3 separate regions of the Hordeum vulgare genome follow, and all the other regions are linked to region 1. A link is a contact called in public Hi-C data. All regions are on one chromosome and are shown on one strand. The core of a region is the stretch at or near the end of the contact, and the rest is flanking DNA. Distances in the headings are between cores, read along the strand shown. Region 1 holds the start of LOC123445312 (inactive leucine-rich repeat receptor-like protein kinase CORYNE). Region 2 holds the start of LOC123445309. Region 3 holds the start of LOC123445313 (auxin response factor 4-like).

Evidence for each region. A called contact is a pair of places that touch in the nucleus more often than the background predicts.
Region 2: a contact with region 1 is called in a Hi-C map of leaf, with 5 times the contacts expected there. The contact joins the promoter of LOC123445309 here to the promoter of LOC123445312 in region 1. A contact is called at or near these places in 4 of 6 Hi-C or Micro-C datasets (leaf and seedling) and 1 of 1 datasets of contacts at active chromatin or transcription factors (embryo).
Region 3: a contact with region 1 is called in a Hi-C map of seedling, with 3 times the contacts expected there. The contact joins the promoter of LOC123445313 here to the promoter of LOC123445312 in region 1. A contact is called at or near these places in 4 of 6 Hi-C or Micro-C datasets (leaf and seedling) and 1 of 1 datasets of contacts at active chromatin or transcription factors (embryo).

The regions. Positions count from the first base shown.
Region 1 is chr3H:580,191,615-580,195,066 of MorexV3_pseudomolecules_assembly, reverse strand. It overlaps LOC123445312 (inactive leucine-rich repeat receptor-like protein kinase CORYNE), which reads right to left and starts at 1,825. Exons shown (of 2, transcript XM_045122274.1): 1 at 1-1,825. The coding sequence starts at 962.
Region 2 is chr3H:580,008,620-580,012,071 of MorexV3_pseudomolecules_assembly, reverse strand. LOC123445309 reads left to right here and starts at 1,844. Exons shown (of 2, transcript XM_045122270.1): 1 at 1,844-2,012; 2 at 2,117-3,452. The coding sequence starts at 2,118.
Region 3 is chr3H:580,353,694-580,357,145 of MorexV3_pseudomolecules_assembly, reverse strand. LOC123445313 (auxin response factor 4-like) reads right to left here and starts at 1,572. Exons shown (of 15, transcript XM_045122275.1): 1 at 1,347-1,572; 2 at 1,143-1,249; 3 at 915-1,010; 4 at 727-783; 5 at 466-627; 6 at 294-378; 7 at 1-64. The coding sequence starts at 1,389.

The DNA of each region.
Region 1 (3,452 bases), core at 576-3,075:
TGGTAGCACTCTGGAGCGGCGTAGAGGCTGCCGGACGACTCCGGATCAGGCGAACCCGAATCGATCAGCCTCGCGACGCCGCAATCCGCCAGCACCGGTTCGAAGCCTTCCTCCAGCATCACATTGGACGGCTTGAGGTTGCAATGCAGTATCCTGGGGTTGCACTCGAAGTGCAGGTGGCGCAATCCCTTGGCCACCCCGGCCGCAATCCTGTTCCTGGTGTCCCAGCTGAGGCTGACCTGCTGCGACCTCACCCTCTTCATCACGTCCTCGAGGCTGCCCCCGGGCACGAAGTCGTAGACCAGCGAGAGCCGGTCGGCGTCGCGGACATAGGCCTTGAGGCTCATCACGTTGAGGTGCCTCACCCGGGCGAGCAGCTCGAGCTGCCTCTGCACCCTCCGCATGTCGGACCTGGAGCCGCTCGCCGGCCGCGAGGGCGAGGGCGAGGCCTCGGCGCGGCTGGCGGCGGCGAGGTCGAGCATCTTGACTGCGACGGTGAGGTCGCCGTCGAGGTCGAGCTTGTGGTACGTCCCGCGGGGCCCGCGCGCGAGCGGGCGCGCGGAGGGGAGCGCGCACTGGAGGCTCTTGGGCGAGATTTGCGGGGTGAAGGAGACTGGGCCCCTGGCGACGGCCGGCGTGTTCCCGGCGTGGAGCACGGCGACGCGGATGGCGTAGAGGAAGGCGAGGGAGAGGAGGAAGCCGGCGAGCGAGCCGAGGAGCACGCCGAGCGCTATGCGGCGGAGGCGGGCCGCGCCGCCGGCCTGCGCGTGGGGCACCCTGGGCTGCGGCGGCGGGAGGGGCGCGGCCGGGGACTGGGTGGCGGGCAGGGGCTGGGAGTGCAGCGGTGGCTGGGATGCGCAGAGCGGGAGGACAACGGCGAGGAGGGCGAGGAGGAGGAGAGTGGCGGCGAGGGTTTTGGCAGGGTTCTTGGTCACCGCCGCCGTCCTGGCTCCTCGCGCCATTGGAGCAAAGAACCGATTTGGCAGCGGGGAGGAGAGAAGAAATCGCCCCACGGGAAATGCTCGAGGAATAGGATCGAAGAGCGGTTTTATCAAGATGCCATTTTCTGCATGTTGTGTTCGTGCTTATCAACAAGGGGGAGATGAGATTTATTGCGGTCGAAAGAGGACAGTGAAACGGAAACGAGCAAGCTCAGTCAGTGCAATGAACACGGCTCAGAGATTTTTGCAGGAACTAGGCACGGTGCCAAAACCATACCCGAGGAAGAAGACAGGAACGGCGAAAACGGCCCCCTTCCCCTCCTCCGCACCGCAGCAGAGCTGGCGTGCGAGAGAGCTCACGCGCCCCGCACCTCCTACCAAGACACCCGGACGGGCCTCGCCTTCTGGCCGTCTCTCTCGGCACGCAGGGGAGGGGAGGGGGAGCTTTAAGTCGAAACGGAACGGCGGGGCGAGAAGAGGAGGAAACAATCTCACAGAGGGGACGGAGGATGGCGGCCTGGGAGAGCAAAGCAGAGGGGCAAAGGCATTGGCGTGGGGAATCAAAAGGTCTTTTGGGTTGCCGGCGCATCTCTCAGCTCAGCCCCAGTGCAGCACGTACGCGCGCACGCAGCCACAGGACAGAGCATGAAGACCGGAGCCAGACATTCTCCTCTCCCGTCCGTCCGTCCGTCCGCCCGCCTGGATTCCCTCCCCCGTTTTCACCCCGCCCCGGTTGGGTTTACGTTTTACTACGACGGCCTCGTTCGTTCCGTTCCTCGGGGTAGCTCTAGCGGTGGCGGATAGCATCGGGAGGAGCGAGCGGGGAGAGAGAGAGACGAGGGGAAGGGGGAGCCCGAGACGGGGCAGGGGCGCGTGGATAACCGCGCGCCATGCCCAGAACCTGTCCCCGAAAACCTATTCTATACCGCTGTCCCTCCTCAAAGTCCCCCACACGCACGCCGTAGCGCCACTGTTGCCGCAATCAATTCCGGTTTACGCCCATATCTGGCAAGCTTCCTCCTGTTACCGTAATAATGGTAAACGGAATTTCGACCGGCTGCTTTGATCTATCTTTTTTTTACTCCCTCTCGTGTATATATAGTGTGGGGATTTCTTGGGCTGTCTTGTGTTTCCAGGAAACGTATGCGCTGAATGGACTGTTCCTCGTTTCGTTTGCATGTGCAGAGAGCAGAGGCAGTGGGGGTGAAAAGCGAGTACGGATGGTGGGGAGGGGAGGTAATTATGCCCGCGGCCCGTACTTTGAGAGCATTTCCCTTTTCCCGCCGCTTTTCTTTTTGTTCGCTCCTCTTTTCGGCCCTCGCGTCGCCGCACTGGCTGACCTGTGGGCCACCTCGCCCCACGGTGCCGTGGGACGGGCCCGCCTCTCAGTCTCGTCCCGTGCCTGCTTTTTCTGAAAAAATCTCGTCCCGTGCGTGTGTGCTTCTCTATAGATAGATAAACATGCTCTTTATCTCAGGAAGCGATGTTCAAGGGTATACTAGTACATGAATTACGAGCAAGTGGACAGCAAGGACATGTGTAGCACGATGATACTCAAATCGTGCGCATACGTGCACAGTCTAACAAGGGTGTTTGGATACGTTTTAGTCCCATGACTAAAAGTAATAAAGACTAAAACTTGCTAGCTTCATCCATGCTTGGATCCAAGTACTAAAGAGACTAAAATCAAGTTAATGAGCATTTATTATCTTACAAACCCTCCAATTCAGAGTTTGCATGAGGAGTTAAATGAGAAGAGATAGGACTAATGCACATTTTAGTAAGGGTACCCCTGACTAAAAGATTTTAGCCTCAAGACTAGTTTTAGCCTCTCTTTAGTGAGGAGTGCTTGAAACTTTAGCCTCTTAAGTAGACTAGTTTTAGGGTGTGTTCGGCACGGCTCCTACTCTCAAATTCTGTACGAGAGCCGAGGGAGCAGAGCCGAACGCCAAGAGCTCCAAGAAAATAGGATCCGTGGATCAGCAAGGAGCGGAGCAGAAAATAGACTAGCTCGGAGGAGCGACCCAGAGGTTGATTCTATTTTTGCGGAACCAAAAAGGCCCAGAGAAGTTAAGAGATATTACCCACCATTGCCATTACTAACCCTAAATCTCATACCGCTTCGGTCAATCTATTCCATATCTTCTCTTTCCCTCGTACAAGAAACAGAGATAGACGACCGGCGGCAGCCACGGCCGTCACCGAGGCCGCGACCGTCACCGGAGAGCTACGAAGACGACCTACTACAGTGCCGACTTTCATTTTCCATTTATCCTGTTAAGGTATGGCGCCCATCCCAAACCGTAGGCTGTAGATTGGTTCATGTTCACCTGTCCCAATTGCTTGTATCAAGATTTTTGCATCCCCTCTCAAATTCTAACAGGACATGTGTCAATATTGATTGAGGAAGTCAGTTCCTAGAAAAGCATGTATATTCAAGATAGATTTCAGATTGACTGTCGATAACTATGCACGAAGTGCAGATGTACGGCTAGATGTACTATCAGATTT
Region 2 (3,452 bases), core at 595-3,094, 180 kb after region 1:
GATCGAGAAGGCGGGGGTCGTCATCGAGCTGTACGTGTGTTGAACGCGGAGGTGCCGTCCGTTCGACACTAGATCGGGATGGATCGTGATGGGATCGCGGGACGGATCGTGATGAGATCGCGGAACGGGTTGCGATTTGAATCACGAAGATGTTCCACTACATCAACCGCGTTATATATGCTTCCACTTTGCGATCTACAAGGGTATGTAGATTCACTCTCCCCTCTCGTAGATGATCATCACCATGGATAGGTATTGCGTGTGCGTAGGAATTTTTTTGTTTTCCATGCTACGTTCCTCAACAGCCTCTGGCAAAAACAAAAACAAAAAATACATTTTTTGTTTCCGAAAGGCATAAACTAGCCTCTCACGAAAGCAAAATCGTGTCTCTTATAGAAAAAAAACAGGTAAATAGAAAAAAACCAGATAACGTGTTTTTTCTTGTAATTTTTTTAAAGTTTGTTTTTCATCAAAAACTAAGAAAGATCGATGAAAAAAACCACAAAAAAACCCGGAAAAACCAATTAAAAACAAAAACACGTGCGAAAAAGTACAAAAAAAAACGCTTAAAACACGACGCGTGATGACGGGTGAGAGCGCCAAGTGACGACGCGTGGAAAGGAGTGCTCCCTGAGTAACTGAACCGCACTCCTTTCACTCCGCTGGGTTATTCTTGTTTCTACCTATTCGGTCCACAATTTATACAAACGAGCACTCCGAAGCTGGCTATTGACTTGCCAGCCCATTCGCTTGTCCCTCTCGGGAGGCCTGGCCCACGAGGGGAGCGGTGGGGTCGCCGCCATAGCGTAGGCCACAGAGCGAAGTTGTAGAGCTCGAACCGACCATTGACCCCTATTGGGGAAGTCAATGCGCTCGCCGTAGCGGCGCCGAAGAGTCAAACCCCAAATCGTGGCAGAAATCGGCGTCCCCGCGCTAGGGTTCAGGGACACCTCGATTCGAATTCGTCCCCCGTCCCAGCCGATGGGCGCGGCAGGCGAGGTTCCGGCCCCGTTCCGGCTTCGTGCCATGGAGCATGATTGTCGATTTGTATCGACGGGGATCGAGTCCGGCTCTGACGAGGATTTCTGATGAACCGTGCCTCTAAAGATTCATGGAATGTGGCTATACTGATTGATGAACGTGACTCTGAATATTGATGAAACATGCCTCTAAAGATTCATTGACCGTGCCTCCTGTCACCGCATAACATATCCCCATTTGATTATTTTCTTGTATTACAACCGTGCCTCTAGAGATTCATGAACCGCGCCTCTAAAGCTTCATTGACCGTGACTTTAAAGAGTTTTAATATCTAACGCTTGCATTTCAGGGTTGTGAAACCGAGTTAAAAGTTGACATTTGATCGTGTTGGAAGCTCCCACCCATAATTTTGTTTGAAATATAAATTTTTAAAAAATACAATGAAAAAAACCCAAAAAGGAAAACAGAGAACCAACATACCTTGCCAATAAAGAAAAAACTGAAAACAAAAATACTTTAAAGGGTTAGCTGAAAAATGTACGAAACCAGAAATCGAAAAGAAAAAAACTAAAAAAGTCCCTCATGTTTCTTTACCTAGGGACTAAAAGGGACTTTTTAGTCTAGTCCCTGGGTAAAGAAACACCACCTAACTTGCCCTCAGAAACGATATTTTTTGGGTTATACCAAACGTGTTTTCTAGCCTGGCAAAGATATAACTGATTTTGCTTGGGGTCCAAACGCACCCAGTTGCTCGCTTGCTCTCCTATTGACTTGCCAGCCCATTCGCTTGTCGGTCTGGGGAGGCCTAGCCCACGAGGGAAGCGGTGGGGTCGCTGCCACACCGTAGGCCACAGAATGAAGTTGTAGAGCTCGAACCGGCCATTGACCCCTACTGGGGAAGTCGCTGCGCTCGCCGTAGCAGCGCCGAAGAGTCAAACCCCAAATCGCGGCGGAAATCGCCGTCCCCGCGCTAGGGTTCAGGGGCACCTCGATTCGAATTCGTCCCCCGTCCCGGCCGGTGGGCGCGGCAGGTGAGGTTCCGGCTTCGTGCCACGGAGCGTGATTGCCGATTTGTATCGCACGGGGATCGAATGCGGGGATCGAGTTCGGCTCTGACGAGGATTTCTGGCTGCAGGATGGAGGATGGGGACGGCGAGGCGGACCGGGAGGCGATCTCGGCGAGGATGCGGGCCGGGGACTACACCGGCGCCAGGACGCTGCTGCTGGAGACGCTCCAGACCAACCCCGGCCTCGACGGCGCCGTCGAGATGCTCGCCGTGCTGGAGGTCCTCTGCGCCGCCCCCGCCGGCCGCACGCCGCACTGGTACCGGGCCCTCCAGGTCCTGCCCGGGGACGGCGCCGCCGCCATCGAGGCGCGGCACAGGGCCCTCCTGGCCCAGCTGGAGCCCGTCAGGGACGCCCTCCCCGGCGCCGACCTGGCGCTCCGTCTCGTCCACGACGCCTACAAGGTGCTGTCCGACCCGGCCAAGAGGGCCAGCTTCGACTCGAGCAACACGGCGGGGGGTTCGGTCAAGCAGATGGCAGTTGGTGCGTTTAGCAGTGCTCACGCTGACTTGCGGCGTGATTCCATTTCGCAGACCGAACGGATGCATGTCGATGGGTCAGCAACTCCTCTCGGCACAAATCCTGACCTGGATAGAGTAAAAAGCGTGGACACGAAGCATGTTTGGCAGGTTGACCGACCATTTTTGGATGTAGGAAATTGTTCAAACGTGGCTAGTTCTTCCAAAACCAAGAGGACCGATCATTGCTTTTTAGGTGATGATGGTGAGTTCGAGTTGCCTGAGGAAAACCATGCAGACAAGAAGCTTAAGAGTGCATGGGAGAAGGACGTGTATTCTGTGTCCTCTTCGGAGGAAGATCCCGACGGCTGCTTTGCTGATCTCTCAGATGCCATACAAGATGACCCCTGCTCTAGTCAACAGTATGACCATCATAACTTTGAGGAGGACAGATCGATACACCAGTTTGCTACTGGCCAGATCTGGGCAGGTTATGACTGGGAGAAGTTTCCTCGCAGATATGCACGAATAAATAAAGTTTTGACAGATAAGATGCAGCTATATGTATCGTGGTTCAAACCATGCCCGCAATCTCATGAAGAGAAGGAGTGGTTAATTGCAAGCTTGCCATTCGTCTGTGGAACCTTCATTGCTGAAGAACGGCAAATGTCGCTATCTTCTCTGAGTATGTTCTCCCACGAAATATCTTGTGATAATGTAAATCAGCATCTTGAATTATATCCCCGGAGAGGAGAAGCATGGGCCATCTACAGTGACTGGGACATTGGGTGGTGCAGTAATCCTGAAATGCGGAAGAAGAGTGCCTTTTCTGCTGTAGAAATTCTTACCAGTTATTCAGAAGACTCAGGTTGTACAGTTGCACCCTTGGTAAAGGTAGATGGATTTAAAAGTGTTTTCCAGAGGTACATGAGGAGTGGGAGGGAGCAG
Region 3 (3,452 bases), core at 323-2,822, 160 kb before region 1:
ACAAGCCTTTTGGAACTGACAAACACACTCCAACCGCTCTGAAGGAGATGCCTCCTAGGTTGCCCTGTTGATTTGCACTCGGTTAACACAATTATCATCGGTGCCATCACCATCATCAAGTACAAGATAAACCCTTGCAATTTATAGGCAGATTTGATGTGTTGCGGTGTCACTGATTGCAAGCTACAACCAAATGGTCTACTGAAGTTATCAGCTTCAGATCACACACACTGGGCATACATGGGGATGTAAAACTGCCACAGATCAGAGCAAGGCACGGAACAGAAACTTACCACGGAAGATATGGCGGAAGCGCCAGTCCATGCCATGCAGATCCTTTGCCACAAGCTCTTGTGTTGGGGGCGACTGGGTCATGTCCTGCCAAATAGATCAGGTCAGCAAATGCCGCAAAAACGAAGGCAACAAGCCCCATACGAATGATCTGGTGTAAAAATCGACATATACCAGGGAAGGGAGGCACTCGTCAGCGTGGCGGCGCAGCACGGAGAAGCCGCCATGCGTGCTGGTGTCGGATGCCGTCAGGGTCTTGCAGAAGGACCGTACCGCCGGCCTCGGAGGCGTGGCGCCCGTTGTAGAGGTCGACTTGTCCACCGCCATCTCATTTTGCTGAGGAATTGTTGAGAGGGGAGGGAAATTAGCACCTCGAGCGGAAGAGGACGAAAATACCCACAGTTTGAACCGGGCGAAATTCACGCTAGAGCTTACCTCCGGCTCCGGCATGAGCATGACCTGCGCGTAGACCTCGTCGGTGTCCGCCTCCGCCTGCCAAAATCCCCCATAAAAAAATCAGCTGACCGACTCGAATTTCGGAGCACACAAAACAAGGCCGAGGAAATTGTACGAAGGCGGGAGGGAAATTGAGCAAGGGAAAAGGGTGAGGGGTAAGCGGGCACCTTGAGCTCGACGTTGATGACCCGGCAGAGCAGCTTGGGCGGCAGATCGTAGAGGCGCATCTGGTTGCCGGCGACCTGGTTCATGGAGGCCTCCACCTGGAAAACCAAAAAAACAGCGCGAGAGCAAGGAAATTCAGCGCGCGAACCGAAGCAGAAGAGCCTCCCCGCGCCAAATCGCGAGGCGGGGGTAGAATTAAGCGAGGAGGAAGGGAGGCGGGCTTGACCGACCTGCTCGATGTGCCCCTGCGGGAAGTAGAAGACGAGGTCCCCGACGCGCGGGACGGTGACGAGCGGGCCGGCGCAGGCGTGCCAGAGCTCGTCGTAGAGCGGATCCCCTGCTCGGAAAACCAGCACCGGTAAGCGTCAGGAACCGACGAGGTGGAGTGGGAGGAGGATTACGGGCGCGCTGGCCAGATCCGGAAGCTTGCGTACCTGCGGAGGGTGCCTGCGGCGTCGCCATGGCGGGCGGCGGCATCTGCTGCTTCTGCTGGCCGGCGGCGCGGCGCGAGGAACCCTAGCTGCTGCTGCGCGAGGAGGCTGCGGGGAGGGAGCGAGGGGTGGGAGATGGAGGAAAGGGGAAGCGAGAGGAGGGGAGGGGAGAGGAGTAGTAGCGGAGCGGCAGTAGAAAGAGGAAGGAAATGTTTTGTGGGGAGGACGGGGGAGGGAGGGGGAGGGGATATGGGGTAGGCGGATTTGGTGGTGGTCTCTTTGTAGGGGGTAGAGAGAGAAACACACTCACCCACGCACGGCACAAAGCGGAGGGGAGGGGAGAGAGGGCCGAGCCGGGTAGGCGGGCGGAGGCGAGCCGACCCGTCAAGCCGAGCCGGTGTCAGTGGTGGTGGTGGCGGTGGCGGTGCTGGACCGTGGCGGTGACCGGACCGCGTGGACGGGGGGTCGGGGTCCGGCGGGCTCGATGGCGCGCGGTGGGGCCGGGGTGGTGGTCTGCGTTGCGTGTGCGGGGGCGGCCTGTCTGGTCCGGTCTGACCGAGGTGCAGCGAACGGGGTGGGTGGGCGCAGCACTGCCTGCCGCTGCCGCACCTACGGGACAGCTTTTTACGACCCAGCCCCATTCATTTCCCGCTGGGACGCGCCAGCCAGCCACCCAGTCAGTGCCCGCCCCTCCACACGCTCCCTCTTCCTCTCCTCCCCTCACTCCCAACATATTTGTTTTTGCACCATCGTCATTTTCTCATAAATGAGTAGATGAATGTGCTTCGGTTTCGTAGACGGGCGTGAATTCCGTCTCTACTGTTTCAGCTAGGCGTTGGCGACCCATTTAATTTAATTAACCACAAGTAAATTGAGAAGTAGTGTATTCTTGTGTTATAAAATATTTATTCCTTTCCTTATTTTTGTGGGCTTTGATTTGTCAGGAGTCGGGGGGTTTGTGTTCGTGTTTGTAGTGCGTCACTAATTAACAAGCTCGACGACCCCTAAAAACAATTAACAAGCTCGACGTTGCAGAAAAAGGATGGGGTAGTAGTATTTCATTTCGTGGTGGGTTGATGTGGACGTGCAAGGCGCCTGCTTTGCTTCCTTTGGCCACTTGGTTGCATCGCCGGGCTTTCTGCGCAAACTGATCGATCGGCGACAAGCGTTTCTTTCTTGCGCGGTAACGCGATAAGCGCATGATGGCAGCACCTCCTTTTCCATTTCCTCTTACGGGTGGGTGTGCAAACGTTCAGCGAGATGAGGCTACTGATTAATGCGGGCTAACTCGACTCAAACGAAAATTAGGGTATGATTGGTTTCCGGCCACATTTTGCCAAGTCAAAATTTGGCAGCCACAGTTTAATTGACATATGTTTGATTTTTGCCACACTTTATTGTTGCTATGGTCCATTTGTCATAGAATCTTTTTTTGCCAACTTTTACAAAAGTTTGGCGTTTGTTTTTTTAACCACACTTTATGGCTTGCCACACTTTCATGGTTTGTCACATTTTGACTTGGCAAAATTAGTATCCAACCAAACAAGCCCTTAGTGTGCAGCGATGTGGATGTCGGGGGTGTTATCATTCTCTTTTTAAAGAAAATAATATATACACCATGCTTTCTAATTTTAGAAGCCTTTTATCCAATTTGAGGCATGAATCATTCGATTTTGATCTGATCAACAATTTATTCTTGCCCTTAAATTTTGGAGCTCTCTAGTATGATTGAGGTATTTAATTTTGAATTTGATACATACTTTTGACCTGGTCAATATTTTTTTAAATCAATAGATAATACTATAAAAACATATCATCCCGCACATCTTTGCGTGACCTTAGAAAAGAGATGTCAACTATCCAAGTTACACTAATATAATACTTGAAGTCACCAAGACTACTATAATACTTGAAGTCACCAACACAAAAAATTACCACACATAAATATGGGTTAATTAACAGATAACACCGAATCAAACAACGAAAGGCTCGCCAAACACTGCACTATAAATAAAAAGAAGACGCACTCCATCGTCTATCCCACTCGCCAAACCAAATATTCATCAGTTTCAAAATATAATGTGTATTAGTTTTTTGGTAAGTGAAATT